Linked DNA regions of Danio rerio: region 2 is linked to region 1. Evidence: chromatin contacts called from public Hi-C data. All regions are on one chromosome and are shown on one strand. Each heading gives the region's core, a stretch centred on a gene start, on an enhancer-like site or on the middle of the called end of the contact. The rest is flanking DNA. Distances are from core to core; before and after follow the strand shown.

Region 1 (4,896 bases), core at 2,311-4,810:
TGAGATTAATTAATTTCCATACAAATGTGCCGTAACGTTGCTATTTCTCTATAGAAAAGAAACTATCTTCAGCTGCCTATCGGAACATTTTTTTAGCGAGTCGGGAACTAGCTTCCCTACATTACGGCCTGTCTACTTGTGATATCTTGTGGAACTTGTCTGAGTGTATAGATGAAAAACCAATGTAAAAAAATTATATAAATATATATATATAAATATCTATATAAAGAGACATGCGGACAGCAACCCGTAGAGTGATATTAAAGTAAACCAGAAGCATAAATAACTCATTTAACGTAGATCTGGCCCTCTGCGGTGTCGAGCGGAAACGCAGCTGACCGTTCGCACCAATGATGCTGGTCAGCCATGTTGGTGAAGCCCAAAGAATTCATTGTACTATATTTCTATTGAAGTGGATTGAATGAGAGCAGCTCTGGTGTACTAATGAGGGTCTGTGCTCTGGAAGGCATGAGCGTCAAATGGGGAGGGAAGGGGTCTGGTTTTGTCTTTTTGAGTGATGATGAGTTTTTGATGTGACAGCACACCTGTGCAGTAAGTGCTTGCAAATATGAACCCTCTGATTGTACAGAAGTGTCCTCCCCATGATTACAGGTGGTACAGCCTATCAGGACACAAGGAAAACCGCTCTTTTGTATCCTGGTCAGGAGGGAACACAGTCCTACCATTTACTATTATTTTGTTTTATGTTGATTTTGTTTTTCTTTTCTTTTTTCTTTTTGGACTGGACAAGAGTTTATTTGTTTGGAAATAAACTATGTGACTCTGTTACGATTTCAATGCATGCATTTTTATTTGTTTTGTATCGCAATGCATATGTTTCAACCCAGGACAGCTCAAACAGATAAGCGGATGACAGGTAATAAAATAAACCTGCCAATTAAATACTTCAGATTAAATTAATGCAACTTTTGGAACCATTTTATAACTGTGCAAACAAACCCTCAGATGAATTGTACATCTCTTAGCATCTCGGAGAAATTCACACTACATATTAAACACGTGCCGTCAGACCTGAGATCTCCATCTGCGACTGAATCCGCCATCATTCATTCCTCAATAATGAGATTCTTCTTGGCTTTATCCAGCCTGTCCAACACCTCACTGTACAGACCCGCCATCTGGGGAGACACATTTCAGCTATTTTATTCACACCTTGCCGCCTTGTCTTTTACCAAACCGCATGAACAAAACGTTTTTAATGATTATTATCTTGTGAATTCCTAGAACTCAGGATGAATTAATCACTGCCAAACTCGACTGGTTGAACTAAACTTCCCTACTGCAAGAAACTTTTTGCCCACATGGCTGAAACCAGCCTTTCTGCGCCTATCAAATGACCCACTGAGGGGCTGAAAAAGCTTTACTTGAGAGTATGAAGCAAACATGGCCTATTCCCAACTGTTACCTTAAACCCTTGCTCTGGCTTTGCTGATCAGATAAAAGTACTAATTAAAGGGACAGTTCACCCAAAACTGAATTTTCTAAGACCCTGTTTACACCAATAGGTTTTAGTTTTAAAATGCATACATTTTGCTATGGTTTCGTCCATCCTACCCTAGAGTATTCAAGGCCCGAAAACGGAGCATTTTGGAAATGCTGAAGAGGCCAATTTGGTTTTAAAGCACTGCTGCTCCGTGTCAATGTGGATGGGGGAAAACGGAGACATCTAAAAACGGAGGCATGGCTGCAGACATTCTCCTCTCTGATTGGGCCTTTTTCTCAATATTAAGTAATATTAAGTTCAGTCTTGCATCCTTCTGTTCAAACTCCGCAAGTTTGATATGGAAAACAAACTCCCGAGGACACATCGGATAAATCATCAAAGGGAACAGTGTACTTTACAACCTCATTCACATCACCTTGTGTACGTTGTTTCACTTTCTTTACAATAAATTGAAAACATGATATTAGGAACTGCCTATTTTCATTATGATATTCGAAACCTACAAGACAGCAAAAATGTTGAGGCGTCGTGTAGCTACATATTTATATGAGTGTCGTCTTCATTGTATGTATATTTATAACAAAATGAAGCCTATAACATTACTGCCTCCTTTCATTTTCATTGAAAAATACGAACATGCCGTCTCTTACTGAATATCAATTGATAATAATCATAATAAATAAAAGTATAATTTTCAATAAGTTTATACAATATAGGAAATAAAGGCAAGCAGTAAGTCAAATGTGCAGAATCAGTGTACAAGGGTACATAAATAAACATATTAACTTATCTTTGTGCTCAGCCAAAACACGTTACCTGAGAACAAGTAATATATTCAAAAGACCAAAGAGGCGTTAGATAGAGACAAGATGAATTAAATATTACATTTAACAACTTTAGTGAGATGAGATCCAGCGATATATCCTTGATGAACTGTCCGACGTGCACTGCTCCCACCTGGGTAGATGAGCTCAAAGCACTCGCTGACTGCCTGGAGCTCAGATCTCCACATTCCAGAGTGTGTGTGATAACGTGATGTGCGTTTTCAGCCGTGTAGTGTGGACGGAGATCTTTTCAGAACTGCTAAGTGAAACGTCAGTGTGGACGCAGATTGTTTTCAATCTAAAACATCATTTCAAAACTAAAACCAATAAGGTTTCTAACGTTTCTCGCAATATCATCTTTTGTTTTCGACAGAAAAAGGACTTACTCATAAAGGTTTGGAACCTCTTGAAACAGTAAATGGTGAGTTAATTTCATTTTTGGGTGAACTATTCCTTTAAGGGCACAAAGCAGTGTATTGGGGGCACTTGTGAAGACCTTTGTGGAAGATAAATTGCTGAATGCATGGCTCCTGGAAGGCCAACATCCTGAGTTTATCTCCAACACACCGGCCTTCACGTTGTAAAGACCCGACACAGGTTTTATTTATGGTTGAGGGTGAAGTCTGCCAGGAACAAGTTTAGACAGGTGAGGTGTGGCGTTTGGGATTGTGGCAGTGAAATGTGTCACCTTGTGCCGAGTGTTCAAATGGCTGTACAGCGAGAGGCACATACCTGAGTTTGATAGCTGTCCTGCAGAGAGCCCAGATACCTCAAGAAGCTCATTCCCAGCCCACACCACCTCTCTGCTTCAGGGTATTGGGCCAGACTGTAGAGCAGGATTCCTGTATTCCACGCTCGGGTCAGCAGCCACAGGATCTCCAACTCCGGAAAGTCCTCGGTCTGTGATAGAAAAGAGATATGATGGAGGAATGGTTTGGTCTAAACGCTGTAATTATAGCTGCAGAATTATAGAATGCTATTCAATATCAATGGTGTCTTGAAGGTCATGAATTGAGAATAGCAGCCTGATGCTTATGCAAGTTTTCTGCAACGCTAGTCCAAGATAAAAGATACAGGCGAGATCTTCAAATTAGCATCCAAATTGGCAGGAAGAGGCTGGTGAATGGAGCATCTGCTAACTGAGGCATAACTAAAAGCCCATTGACAGAAACAGGAGATTCTTTCAAAGATGGGGATAATTGCGGGGCTGAGCTGCAGCGGGTCGTGTGTGATGCCTGCTGAGTCACCGTAACCAACTCACTGCAGTTGCTATGAGGGAAAGAGCTTCCTCATAGTAGCCCCACACTTCCTCCAACACGCAAGGCTGAACCTCGGACACACCGTTCGGCAGGCTCAGCTGAATCAGGCTGTGTAAACAGTTACTAACACATACACACACACACACATGAGTATAAGGTGTGTGTCACATGAGAAACAGTTTAATGTCTTTTGTTATGTGTCATTGTGTAAGTAGCAAACACTGAGCTCGTCTGACCTGCAGCGCATGAGGTCCACCTGTGGTTGTTTTCTGTGCAGAGACAGAGCGATCTTCAGTGCTTTCTTACAAAGTACCGGGTAATGGGCTGGTGGTTCCATTGCCAGCACTGTAGACACAAAGAACAGAACTATCAGATCAGATCCAGCCGTTTTGTACAATAGGGGTTCCCAAAGTTTTTAGCTCACAACCCTTAAAATTACAATGCCAGTGACTTGTGACCCCCAGTATCCTCTGAGGTGGTTTAAATATGCTGTATAAATCGTACACACTGGCCCACACATACCAATAGGTCCAAATCTAATCATCATTTAATTTTGGAGAACGCCACTTGGAGACAATCCTCCATGTTCATTTGTGGCTTGTGTTTATTTTTAATGTACGTGAGTGCTGTAAAGGTGTCAGAAGGTTTAATCTGGTGCCATAAAATCAATGTGCTGTGTGTTTAATATAACATAATCCCCCCAGGGGTGGCAGAAATGAAACGCTGATGGATTTGTATTTGCATTTTTAAAAAAAATTTTTTTAGGAGTTTTAAACTTTAATGGATAGAATTGTACAGAGAATCAACTGTATGATTAATTAAAAATAACTATAAACATTGATTTATATTAACTAATAAAATATAGATTTTTTAATTGTGTAATGAACTTATAACAATACTCAAGCTGCACCTGTTTTTGCCTCGATTTGCTCACCAATGTCTTCTGCATTGTCCTGTATCTGAGGAGTGTCAGTTTTTATATTTTTAAATCTGATTCAGTCACAGCACTTCATTTCAGTTTGCTTTTTTGTAGCTTAGCAATAAAAACAAACAAAAAAAGCTTACATTAAATTAGAAACGAGGATCTCTGTAAAAGACTCCAGCCCTGCCCATCATTCTTACTCTCTTCTCAGATGGGATGGTGGGCCAAATCACAGGTTATCATGGGCCAATTTTGGCCCGCAGGCCCTAGTTTGGGCATCTCTAGTCTAAAGACATGCGCTACAGGTGAATTGGGTGAATAAAATTTGTCGTAATTTATGAGTGCGTGTGTGAATGTGAGAATGTATGGAGGTTTCCCAGTACTGTGTTCCTGCTGTTTAAAACATATGCTGGAATAGTTGGTTGT
Region 2 (5,244 bases), core at 652-3,151, 140 kb before region 1:
AGAAACTGAGAAATTTTAAGAAATCTCTTAGAAATTCCATAGATATATGAATTAATTATGTATATGTGTGTGTGTACACAGTGGAAGATCTAAATCACAATGATCATCTAAACATATGGTAAATGCTTGTTGCTTGCGTGGTCCCTCATGAAAGTGACTCAAGGTGCTGAGAGATCTCAGCAGTTGTATAAATGACTTCACCATATGTTAAAAAGTATAATGCATGTAATTTACACTGCAAAATACTGTAGAAATTATTTAGTTTGTTTTACAGTGTCCTATGAATGAACTCTAAAGCAGGTCGCACACCAGAAGCGCCGCTCGGCGCCGCGACACGGCGCGTACATGACAGATTAAAGTATCGCACACCAGACGCGCACATTCGAATGATATTTAACATGAAACTAATCAGATGGCGCTCTGTGGCGCGGCTGAAAAATGAACTGCGTCCTGAGCCGTCGCCGGGCGCCGCCGACAGCCGCCGACTTGCGGCGCCGGTGTGTGTATCCTGATAGAAACCTATGATTAGAATTCTAAAATACGTGGCGCTGCGCGCCGCGCCGCCGAGCGTCGCTTCTGGTGTGCGACCTGCTTTAGTGTGCTGTTTTGAACTTTACAAATTTGTTTAGATTTTGTTTATGAGCAACCGTAGAAAGACCTTTTTGAACATAACAGCTGAGTGTTGAAACTCACTTTTCCACTAACCATGTGTCAAACTAATGCTGACTATGAAATGAGGTGAACCCAGTGAAAAGGAGAGCAGTTGTGTAAAAATGATTCTGTGGAGAGGTCTGTGTAGTTAAGCAAAAGGACTGTGTGTTTTTTGTACAGTGGCCAGGAATTTATGTGGTCTTTTAGGATTTACTTGGCATTGGGAACATTCTGCTGGAACGGGGAAAACAAAAGTATAATTTCAGCAGAACTTTGTCAGTAATAAATGTACTCATATATCACGATATGTTAGCACATTGTACAGAATCATTTAGCTGCACATACTATAACATCCATGAGATTTAAAGGAACACTGGCCTTTTTTGGAAATAGGTTTATCATACAACTCCCCTAGAGTTAAACAGTTGAGTTTTACCAGTTTTGAATACAATTAGCTGATCTTGGCGGAAGCACTTTTAGCTTAGCTTAGCATAGATCATTAAATCAGATTAGACCATTAGCATCTGGCCCAAAACGTTTGTAAAATTAGACTTTTTTAAAGGGGTAGTTCAACCATAGCTAAAAGTTCTGTCATCATCTACTTAATCCACACCTGTGTGACTTTCTTTCTTCTGTTGAAGACTAAAGAATATAATTTGAGGAAATCTGAAAGCCTTTAACCACTGACTTCTATAGAATTAGTTTTTCCTACTATGGATTTCAATGGTTACCCATTTTCAGCTTTCTTCAAAATAAGTAAAATTCTTTTGTTCAACAGAATAAAACTTAAAAAGGTTTTAAGTTGAGTACATGAGTAAAATTTTATTTTTGTGTGATCTATCCCTTGGCTTAAATGCTGAGATAAACAATAATAATCCCAAATAAATCATTACAAATATGACCTGACCTGATCATGCATTTTGAGGGGAAAGGTCTCTTCGATGAGCACATATTTCATCACACATCTTCAAAGACATTGAAGATAGCTTTACTAAACGAGGAGGTGTTTCTGTCTGACACACTTACACATTTCCATTCATCATACAGCTGCATGTTTTATAATCACGCTGCATTTAGCGGAAGACTCCACGTTTCAGTTTACTTTCCCCGCCGCTCGCTTTCTTCTCTCTGTTCTCTGGCTTTCTCATCTGGCTCTGGCCAGCCAGGCGATGAAACCGCTTCCCACACACTGTTCTCCTCCCACTCGCACAGGCTCACACAGACACAGCCATGATGAGTCACATCGCCCCATTCTTCTACTGTCTTTCCCGCTGCACCCAAGTGGGACTCCATTACTGCCCCTAACAGCCCCCTCACACACACCATCCGCATGCGCCGCCCGTCCAAGTTCACAGCATATCTCTCCAAAAAAGAGTTGCTTTTCTCTCCAGCTCTTTTTTCTTCAGTCTTAAAAAAGACTCGCTCGTTTCTTCTAGTGCAAAGGGGGCTGAGAGCGCGTTCTGCTTCAAAGGCGCAGCGAGGTAACAAGCATCTCATTATGTTATTAGTGCAGGCTGTGGGCCAACGTGGGAGTGTGGGTGACATCAGTAGTATTGTCTCCCTCCATTCTCATCAGCCGGTCGCCCCTCTGTTGGTGACCACAGGCCACGACAGTTAGTGACCTGAGAGGTAATGAGGTAAGACGTACACTTGGTAGGAAAGGCTGGGGTAAAGAAACAAAACGTTCTGATTCGAGGAGGAAAGGGGTGTTTTAGGGGCATGACCATTGATGTGATTTACTAGCTAGATGACTAGCTAGCTAGTCACGATTGTTTCCCAACTGTGTATCACACATCACGATTTGAACCATACTGGTTAGAACTGTCATCAGTGGTGTCATGATTGTAACGCAGAAATAACTTCTGCAGATTAAATGTTTTGGGATCAAATTAACACCATATTAGTGCTATAAATAATAAACATGGTTTTAAAGGGTGTCCACAGTGTATTTTTAAGGGTGGTTGTCTATAAGATGCATGCTCATGCTTCAGTTATAGAAAACACATTATTTTTTCATATACCTTACTTTGATTCTATACAGCTACTCTGCTTACATGAAAATGACTGTCATATTTCCTAGTTCCGCCGAAAGGCCTGCTCACAAGAGGCTCTGGTTGGTGTGCTAACATAATGTGCTGTGATTTGCAGATCGGCTCCACTTCACCACGTCACACCCCTACAAGCATGTGTTTAGCGCTGTGTAAACAGTTGCTGAATCAGACAGAAAATGAAGAGCATGCAGCTGAACCTCACGCAGGCTCTCTAAAATAAAATCACACAAGATCTGTCACATATATTTGGAATAAGCATGTGTAACTAATATGAAACGTTCACATATCTTTTGCGAGATGGTTATTTGAGATGTAGAACGCAGGGAAAACGTCCGCATAGAGAGACACTGCAGCGCTGCTGAAGATTGTGGGTGTTAACAGCCGTTTTAACAGATTAATATGAATTTGTAGCTAAATTGTTAACGGTGCCAAACATAATTTCCCATTTTGTACGTCCTTGTTTACTTTCTCGCTACAACATACCGTTAACGCTAGAAACTGTGCATGCAATAGATCAATTTTAACAAATAAAAATACTTACGTACAGGTTGTGGCTCACAATCCACAGCTTCGACGGTTGGAGGAATTTTTAGCCAAGTCCAGCACTGAACTGGGAGAGATTCTGGAAGCTGTCTTTTGTCAAATACTGGAGCTATATATTTTTTATAATTCTCTGGAACATAATTAAGTTAAATTGTGAGCACGTTTCTCTTTGTGTCATGTCTTTTGGAAGCCCAAATACAGAAACAGAAGAAGCTCTGGGAATAATAGCAGCGTTTGGATGGCATTTTAGCTTTCTCTGCTATAACATTACAGCACCTCTGGCTATGCTCCTTCGTTGCGCTTGTTGTATGCGTGTGGTGAATGCATGTAACCTGAAGGGTTATGATTTCATTAACCCGGATGTATTTTTTTGTAGTCCTCAAACTTCGTTCGCTGTAGGCTTTGCTAAGCTAACTCTGTAAAAGCGAACGTCTCCCTTGTCTCTCATTGAACTTTGAGCATATTTCATTCAGAGATGTTGTTCATGTTCACACGGCTACATTACACATTAACTAAAGTTTAAAATAAGATATTGTAGTGGACCACCCATTTAAATAGTAATAACAAAGCACGCTTTCAAAAAAGTATTTTTATTCTGTTTACACATGAAAAGACATTGAATGAAATTGGTAAATTCATGGAATTAAAGCTGCAGTTTGTACTGCATGTTTTTATTTTCAAAAATTAAAGTTCCAGTGAAATCAAAATAAAGTTTCTTAGAGATTATGGTCAGTATGTTAGTCTTAAGGACATCTATATGCTACTGTGCCCCAAAACAGTGACAAAATTCATTCATTTCCTTTTCGGGTGAGTCCCTTAATTAATCCGGGGTCGCCACAGCAGAATGAACCACCAACTTATCCAGCACATGTTTTACGCAGCGAATGCCCTTTCAGCTGCAACCAATCTCTGGGAAACATCCATACACACTCATTCACACTCATACATTGACAATTTAGCCGACCCAGTTCACCTATATCGCATGTCTTTGGACTGTGGGGGAAACCGTAGCACCCGGATGAAGCCCAGCCCGGCTCCTTGCCCTGCCGGCGTCAACCAGACGTCTAGCCCTGCCGGCACCAGCCCGGCTTCTTGCCCTGCCGGCGCCACCCACACATCTTGCCCTGCCGGCCCCAGCCCAACTCCTTGCCCTGCCGGCGCCACCCAGACGTCTTGCCCTGCCGGCGCCACCCAGACGTCTTGCCCTGCCGGCGCCACCCAGACGTCTTGCCCTGCCGGCGCCACCCAGACGTCTTGCCCTGCCGGCGCCACCCAGACGTCTTGCCCTGCCGGCCCCACCCAGACGTCTTGCCCAGCTGGCCCCAGCCCGGTTCTTCGTCCTGCCGGCGCCACCCAGGCGTCTTGCCCTGCCGGCGCCACCCAGGCGTCTTGCCCTGCCGGCGCCACCCAGGCGTCTTGCCCTGCCGGCCACAGCCCGGCTCCTTGCCCTGCCGGCGCCACCCAGACGTCTTGTCCAGCCGGCCCCAGCCCGGCTCCCTGCCCTGCCGGCTCCCCTCTGGTCTCCAGCCCAGCCGGCTCCCCACAGGCCTCCAGCCTCAGCCCAGCCGCCTTCAGCCCTGCCGGCTCCCCAGCAGCTGCCTTCTGTCCAGCCGGCTCCCCTCAGGCCTTCTGTCCAGCCGGCTCTTGTCAAGTCGCCTCCAGCCCTACCGGCTCTCTACAGACCTCCTGCCTTGTTTCCCCTATCAGACTCTCCCTGGGTCGTCCCTCCTGCTCCTCCCTGGTGTTCCCCTCTTCCACCCTGGATGGATCCTCCGGCTTCACCCTGGTTCCCTGCCGGGGCTCCCGACCCGCTGAACCCACCCTGGACTGTCCCTCCTGATCCTCCCTGGTTTTGCCCTCCCATCCCTCCCTTGTTTGTCTTGTTGGGCCTGGCTTGACTCCCCTCCCTCCCCCCCTTCATGTTGTCTCGCCTGTTCACCTCCCTGTCTTGTGTTTGTTGATGTTGCCTGTTTTGTTGTCTTGTGGTGTTTCTTGTCTG

What was found. Hi-C and Micro-C count contacts between places; a contact is called where the count stands out from the background.
Region 2: a contact with region 1 is called in a Hi-C map of embryo, with 2.4 times the contacts expected there. The contact joins two enhancer-like sites. A contact is called at or near these places in 4 of 18 Hi-C or Micro-C datasets (caudal fin, embryo, skeletal muscle and 1 more) and 1 of 4 datasets of contacts at active chromatin or transcription factors (caudal fin).

The regions. Positions count from the first base shown.
Region 1 is chr14:37,611,940-37,616,835 of GRCz12tu, reverse strand. It overlaps tex11 (testis expressed 11), which reads right to left. Exons shown (of 31, transcript XR_012389866.1): 26 at 3,785-3,893; 27 at 3,551-3,671; 28 at 3,022-3,189; 29 at 1,033-1,139. Among named protein-coding and RNA genes, the nearest start is that of tex11, 18 kb to the right of the region's middle. Within about 2 kb of position 3,560, at least 3 of the 62 cell types and tissues checked have an H3K27ac peak or open chromatin away from gene starts, as enhancers often do.
Region 2 is chr14:37,751,863-37,757,106 of GRCz12tu, reverse strand. The region is part of intron 2 of dlg3 (discs, large homolog 3 (Drosophila)); the gene reads left to right. Among named protein-coding and RNA genes, the nearest start is that of dlg3, 11 kb to the left of the region's middle. Within about 2 kb of position 1,901, at least 27 of the 62 cell types and tissues checked have an H3K27ac peak or open chromatin away from gene starts, as enhancers often do.